2 separate regions of the Alosa sapidissima genome follow, and region 1 is linked to region 2. Evidence: chromatin contacts called from public Hi-C data. All regions are on one chromosome and are shown on one strand. Each heading gives the region's core, a stretch centred on a gene start, on an enhancer-like site or on the middle of the called end of the contact. The rest is flanking DNA. Distances are from core to core; before and after follow the strand shown. Region 1 holds the start of pcid2 (PCI domain-containing protein 2). Region 2 holds the start of ercc5 (DNA repair protein complementing XP-G cells).

What was found. A called contact is a pair of places that touch in the nucleus more often than the background predicts.
Region 1: a contact with region 2 is called in a Hi-C map of muscle, with 10 times the contacts expected there. The contact joins the promoter of pcid2 here to the promoter of ercc5 in region 2. A contact is called at or near these places in 2 of 2 Hi-C or Micro-C datasets (both in muscle).

What each region holds. Positions count from the first base shown.
Region 1 is chr23:26,589,566-26,592,661 of fAloSap1.pri, reverse strand. pcid2 (PCI domain-containing protein 2) reads left to right here and starts at 1,498. Exons shown (of 15, transcript XM_042079738.1): 1 at 1,498-1,772; 2 at 2,631-2,693; 3 at 2,838-2,927. The coding sequence starts at 2,658.
Region 2 is chr23:26,324,817-26,327,980 of fAloSap1.pri, reverse strand. ercc5 (DNA repair protein complementing XP-G cells) reads right to left here and starts at 1,370. Exons shown (of 17, transcript XM_042080344.1): 1 at 959-1,370; 2 at 632-737. The coding sequence starts at 719.

The sequences.
Region 1 (3,096 bases), core at 249-2,748, 260 kb before region 2:
ATTTGCTTAACTGGCTTAACATATTTTTGTAATAACGGAACGTGATGTAAACCGTGTGGTGATAACCTTTATGTCAGGATAACGGGTGTTGTGCTTCTACTCACATGAAGAGCTAGCTGTAAGTGTTAAGTGTCAATGCTAACCAGGCTAATAAACAAACCATGCTACCAGAGAGACGGTTGATAAAAATGTATATTAAGGATCTTTGATTATTAAGGATCTTTGATGCTACCGTGAGTAACGTTGAAGGGTAAAGTCACGTGACTTCTTTTGTAGTTCATTTATGAAACAAAAGGAGCAATTTCGATTTTCTTAAATAAGGCAAAATAGGGTCTGACATTTTCACAGTTAGAATATTATTACTGTATAGACACTGAAAAATATTTTTGGTGGATAACATCGCTGATTTGGCTTCACAATATTTTTTTTAAAATAGGTCTATGGGACTTAACATTGGAGCTGCTCTTCGATAGGAACGCAACCACTTGGGGCGCTGGTTTTCACTTTCCCTCCCTACAGGAACGCGTTTCTCTCGAGCCACGAGGGGCATTAGCAGGAGGCTAGTCATTGTTATTGTTTTGTGCTACATGTAGCCTCTAGCTCAGTGGTCCCCAAACTTTTTCTTCCGAGGGCCAGCTCACTATGCATGGCACTAAGAGAGGGCCAGAGACTCTGAGTATATCAGTAACCATAATAATAATAATACTAATAATAGCATTCTCAAAACTATAAGCAGGGAGTCCCAAAAGTATATTTTGAACTCTGAACTTTGCATACACAGCTCAAGTTGTGAACAAGCAATATCCTACAAATAATTTAAAGTTCTCAAACCATGAGTTTTATGAAGTGGTGGCAGAAACATCTGAAATGACCACCATTCTAACTTTCACTCACCTGATGAGAACTTTGTGAACTCAGTATGAACATTTGAACGAGTGAATAGAAAATGTAAATAATTATACCAGAAAGTTCCAGAATTATGACTTGAATAGAAGTTAGTTAGTTATTAACAATTAATTGATATATTTTTAGAATACTTTGAGCACTGATGCAGTCAGCAGAGGCCTCTTACATTGTTTGCAGGTAGGCCTACTATACTATGGGTTGAACACAATGGAGCTCTCCGACGACTTAAGTCCCTCTCCCCAACTGGTTGCAACCATGGTTGCAACAACCACTGACTTTCAAAGTGGTTAGTGTATTCAGTAATGAAATAATAGAAAGAAGTGAATGACACCAAGTTTTTTTTGTTTTGTTATATAACTAGATAGGGCTAACCTTACTCGTTATTATTATTATTATTATTATTATTAGTTAAAACCCATATTTACATCGATCGCTTAGGAATTCTTCAAAAAGAAAGGTATGCGCACCACTGTGCCGAACGTTTTGCCGAACGCACCCCATATTTTGCTGTATCCTGTGTCCTAACTGCTGCAAAATTATAAGTCCTATGCATAAATAAAATGCATTTCAAGTTGTTTGGCTTGGCTAGGTTTTTATTTTGTAACCTATGCGTCAGTGTACCTTTTTGAAGCCATGTTTGTTAGAAGTCTGTATTTGTTCTTACTTGATATTGTATTTTGTGAAGCTTAAACTTTTATTTTGAAAACTTAAAAAGCATGGCTTAGCGATGGGTGCATTGGCGGGCTAAACATATGGGCCACCACACATTTTAGTGCTCCGTAAATTTCACTGAAGTACTTTCTAGCATGGGTACTGTTTTTTCAGAATACATACAGAAAGGATAAGAACCACTGCGAGTGTTTGAGGTAAGCAATGTGATGCGCATGAGTATATAATTGGTGCGTTTCACTTCTGTAAAATGCTAATGTCACGTTAACTTGCACAGGAGTATCAGAGAGGGTTCAAGCGGAGGATCTTTGGGAGTATGTTCAGTTCAGTTTCTCCAGTGCACAGCTAACATTAGCTATGTGGCCTTGTTTACCCGGTGATTTTAGTTAACGTAGTAGTATACGAAAAGGTGGGTTCTTGTGGTAGTTGCACCAGAGAGGGATCTTTGGTTGCGCTGTTGTAGCAGTGGGTTGGAGGATCTTTGGTTGTAGGCTACGCTACTCTTAAGTGGGCCTAACTAGTTTGTAACACTAATTGTTATTATAACACGACTCGGGCACGTGTAACTACACTGTGGCAAGTCGACCGGTGTGTCAGGCACACCAACGCAGATTTGCCTTCTGATGGATAGTCAGACGCGGAACACCGACGTGTGGATTCGTAGCTAGCAACAAGACCAACAGATAGCCTAGAGATACCTTGTCTCTGTTGAATGATTGAAGATAGGTTAAGCAGGTGCGGGCTTGGCAAGTACTTTGAGACCTCCTGAAAAACTTAAGATCCTGCTGGAAGTGGTGTTGAACTAGTCGGGGGCAGTCTTCCCCCTGGTTAAAGACCAATCTCAATCACTCATACCAGTGACGGGGACACTGCTGTAGGAGATGCGTCCTTTGAGGTCCTTTGGACCGCACCGAGGTAATAAAAAAGACCCTGTGACACTCATCTCAAACACTAGGGAAGGGGTTTCCTGGTGTTATGGCTAAATTCCTAACCAGATCCATTCCACCTGGCCAAATAATCATGATGTTAACATTAACCATCTTACTGTTTTTCAGGTTTAAACAGACACCCTGAAGAGAAACATGGCACACATAACAATTAACCAGTACCTACAACAGGTCTGTGTAGTAACTTCTTCTTGTGTTTAATAATTTGTAATGATAATGTAATGTTCACTGATATGGCTTTAAGTCGCTATGGACAAAAGCAGAGAGCATTTGCTTTACAAGGAGATGTTAACACATTTTTATTTTGTTTCAAAGGTGGTGGAGGCTATCGAAACACGTGATGGGGCATTCTGTGCAGAACTGCTGTCTTTTAAACACCCACATGTAGCCAATCCAAGGCTTCAGGTAATACTGATGCATGCATGGCCACTTACCTGATCAAGGAGGTTTAGAAACAAATCCACAACAACAAACAACAAGCCATTGTATACTTTCAATTGTTATTTTAAGTTTAATAAATGGCAATAACAAAGCCAGATTGGAACACAACAGTCATCTTTGATTTTGTCAGAAA
Region 2 (3,164 bases), core at 121-2,620:
ATTTGAGTCTGATTTTTTTGTTCTAAAAAAGAGCATATTCTATACACCAATGACAATAACTAATATTTTAATGACGCTGTCACAAAGTGCTTCCATACACATTATTGTTGGTCCAATTTAATAAGCAAAACAATTTTGTACGATAAGGGGTTCCCTCTCTCTTCCCTCTGAACTAATGTATGGTCCTTTTCTGTGGTCAAATCGTGTCTGACTGACATGCTTTAATATGCAGAGTAAGCTGTTTACAACTAACTTTGATATTCATATTGTCAATAATTTAGGATATGGCTTTCCAAGCTTGCATGCATGGTTTTGTAGCAGTCAGAGTTGTGGACTGGGGTGTGCTACTTCGGCCATGGAAGGCAGATGGACCCCCAAGGCAGTTCAAACCCATGGTGCTGTCTGTCGGTCCACCATATCTGATGTCTTTGCTTCCATAAAAGTGATAAAAAATAAATGCAAATAAATTACCCTCAGTTGATAAAAAAGCACACGTTTCATCCAATAACCATGTCAAAATGTCAAAAATGCAAGCAGAGACACATTCTGTATTGTCTCCTTCAATACGGTACCCTATTCAATTTATTTTTCACTGAATAAGTTAGGCAACGCCCTGATGCCAAAAGGATACCAACAGCCAATATTTTCCCCTCCAGCGTCTCGGGGTTGATGGGCTTCCCGGTGCTCTCCAGCAACTTCCAAAGTCCGTGTACTCCCATGGCGCTGGTCTACAACACCTGTTCAGACACATAGCCTACACAATTACACTATCAACTTACAACTACTACGAATTACTACGCACATGTGTTTAGAAGAACAACGTGATGTAAAGTTATAAAACGAGGCTACAGCCTAGTAATAAACTGATTAGGTAACGACAGCCGGTGGTGGATGTTTTGACTATAACGTTACCAACATAGGTTAGGCTTCAGCAGAAAAGTAGAAATACGAGTCGTGCCTTTGATTGAGAAGACAATGGGCTCAACGGGAAGATGGTGGCAGAGCCGCTCATCTCACAATACCACATTTCTGAAGAAGAAAGGCAAAGCTGTCATGTGCTATAAGCATATACAGTAAGCCTAGTCTGTTACCCTCGGCGTAAAACTCTTCCTGTTGGTGCGTTCGGTAGGGTACAGTTCGGATAATGTTCGGACCACATGCGTGGTTCATCAGTGAATTTTCTGTTCAATTGTTGGCCACCAACGGTTATGTTGCTCGTTTTGAAACACTGCCTCCTCATCCGTTAAAACGCAATTTCAGATGTCAAGGTTAATCGAATTCCCCCAGGTTTTAAAGTTGGAGCTCCCACTTCATAGTGGCTCTAGCAGTTTTCCCCATATAGGCTACATGTAGGGGTTTTCCCAATTTGGACCAAGGAAAATTAACTAAACCTGAGTTTTCTCGAACAAACCAAATTACCACGTGATTGGAGACGTCATTGGAAGAAAGGGGTGCGTTCGACTTGACGCAATCCTGCGCGGATCCAACACCGCCAGACTTGACATAATGCTCAAAGTTTAGACATTATTGTTGATTCCTGAAGTCGGTTGGTCCCGAGTAAGTAACATTGACCAAAGCTATGTAGGCCTACACTACATACGATCTGATTCTGTTTTACGTTCAAGTAATAACTAATACAACTAATAACCAACAACTAATAAGTGCAACTTAGATAGATAGATAGAAGTATCTATCTATCTATCTAAGTGGCACTTATTAGGCTGTCAATTGCAAGCATAACAATTAGGGGAAACAAAAAGGAGACATCCCAGAAAAATTGGGAAACACTTTTTAATAATATAAATCAAAGAAAGAGTCAAAGAGGCTTTTATTTCAGTTCCTTTAAGCACTTTTTGCCTTGCACATGATTGCTAAGGCTGATGACACAAATGGCAGGCCGCAATTTGGACGTAAAAAATGCTTCAAGCTATGCGTGCCACTGTTTGAATCATTTTGTTCATTGAAAATGGGCAATGAATGGAGTCACAAGATCAAAATCAGCTTGGAAGATGTGGGTGAAAGCCTCGAAAGCCTGTTTCTAGGTGATTTTTCTTCATCCTACTAGTTTTCTCATACGGTCTAAGAGAAACATGGAGATAACATATTACAGCATAGAAGCAAATAGAACATAAAGTACAACTCTGCACACCGTACATCCGAGGAGTGTATCCCAAAGTTAACGGCTGTACCAATCAAGTGCCCACCCACTGCCACATGTGACTATGAATGGAGTGACTGTGGTGAAGTGGGAGTTAATAGAGTTCTGTGTTAGAAAGGCCCACAAGGAGGATTTACCAAAACCTGACACGGGTCTCTATAACAGCCACATCAGATTTGACAAAGAATTACCCTATACTTTTTATGTTTCTTGGGATATTCTTTCTCTGAAAGGTTGATTAAGCTACTCTAGAGAAACACTGTGAAAATGCCCTCAGAAATAAACAGAAATCACCATTCCTAATCGTGGGTGGACAAAAAACAACTTGCGTCATGTGAATTGATAGAAAACTGGAATTTCCCTAATAATATGCAATGGATTTAAAGTGACTTAATTTCAAGACCGGTGCTCATATTAGTCAAACAGCAAAAATAACAAGGATTAACAGGATCTGCACAGAATACAAGTAAGATCAAGGTCTGTTTTACTTATTTTAATTGTCAATGATTCATGGTAGAGGATAGGATGCACTGACTATTCAAGCAACTGGGAGACTTTTCAAATAAGAAATCTTAATTCTCCTTTTGTGATATTCTTTCACAACAAGTTATGAGAACAGCTGTAGAAAAAAGGCCTAAAGCAAATCACTGGCTGGCTAGATGGGCATATTGCCATCACAAGAGGTTTGGAAGGGCCAGTGCAGTTTTAATTTTATAACGCAATATTACCGGGAACAGTGCTGTAATACATTCACTATTCCACCATGCCACTTGCAAATGTTGAGAACAGAAAACCATTCAGAACCATTTAACCACTATAAATCAAGCATGCTGGAGAGCAGCTTATAGACCCTTTCATGGAATGTTCATGTGTTCTATTATTGATGTCAGCCAACTTAGCCAACTGTAGCTGAGCTGACAAAGATATGCACAATTTGAGTCAAAGTCTTTGGATCCTTAAGCATGATAAACAAATTCCATAAACAACTCAGCTCAGGTGAGAATTA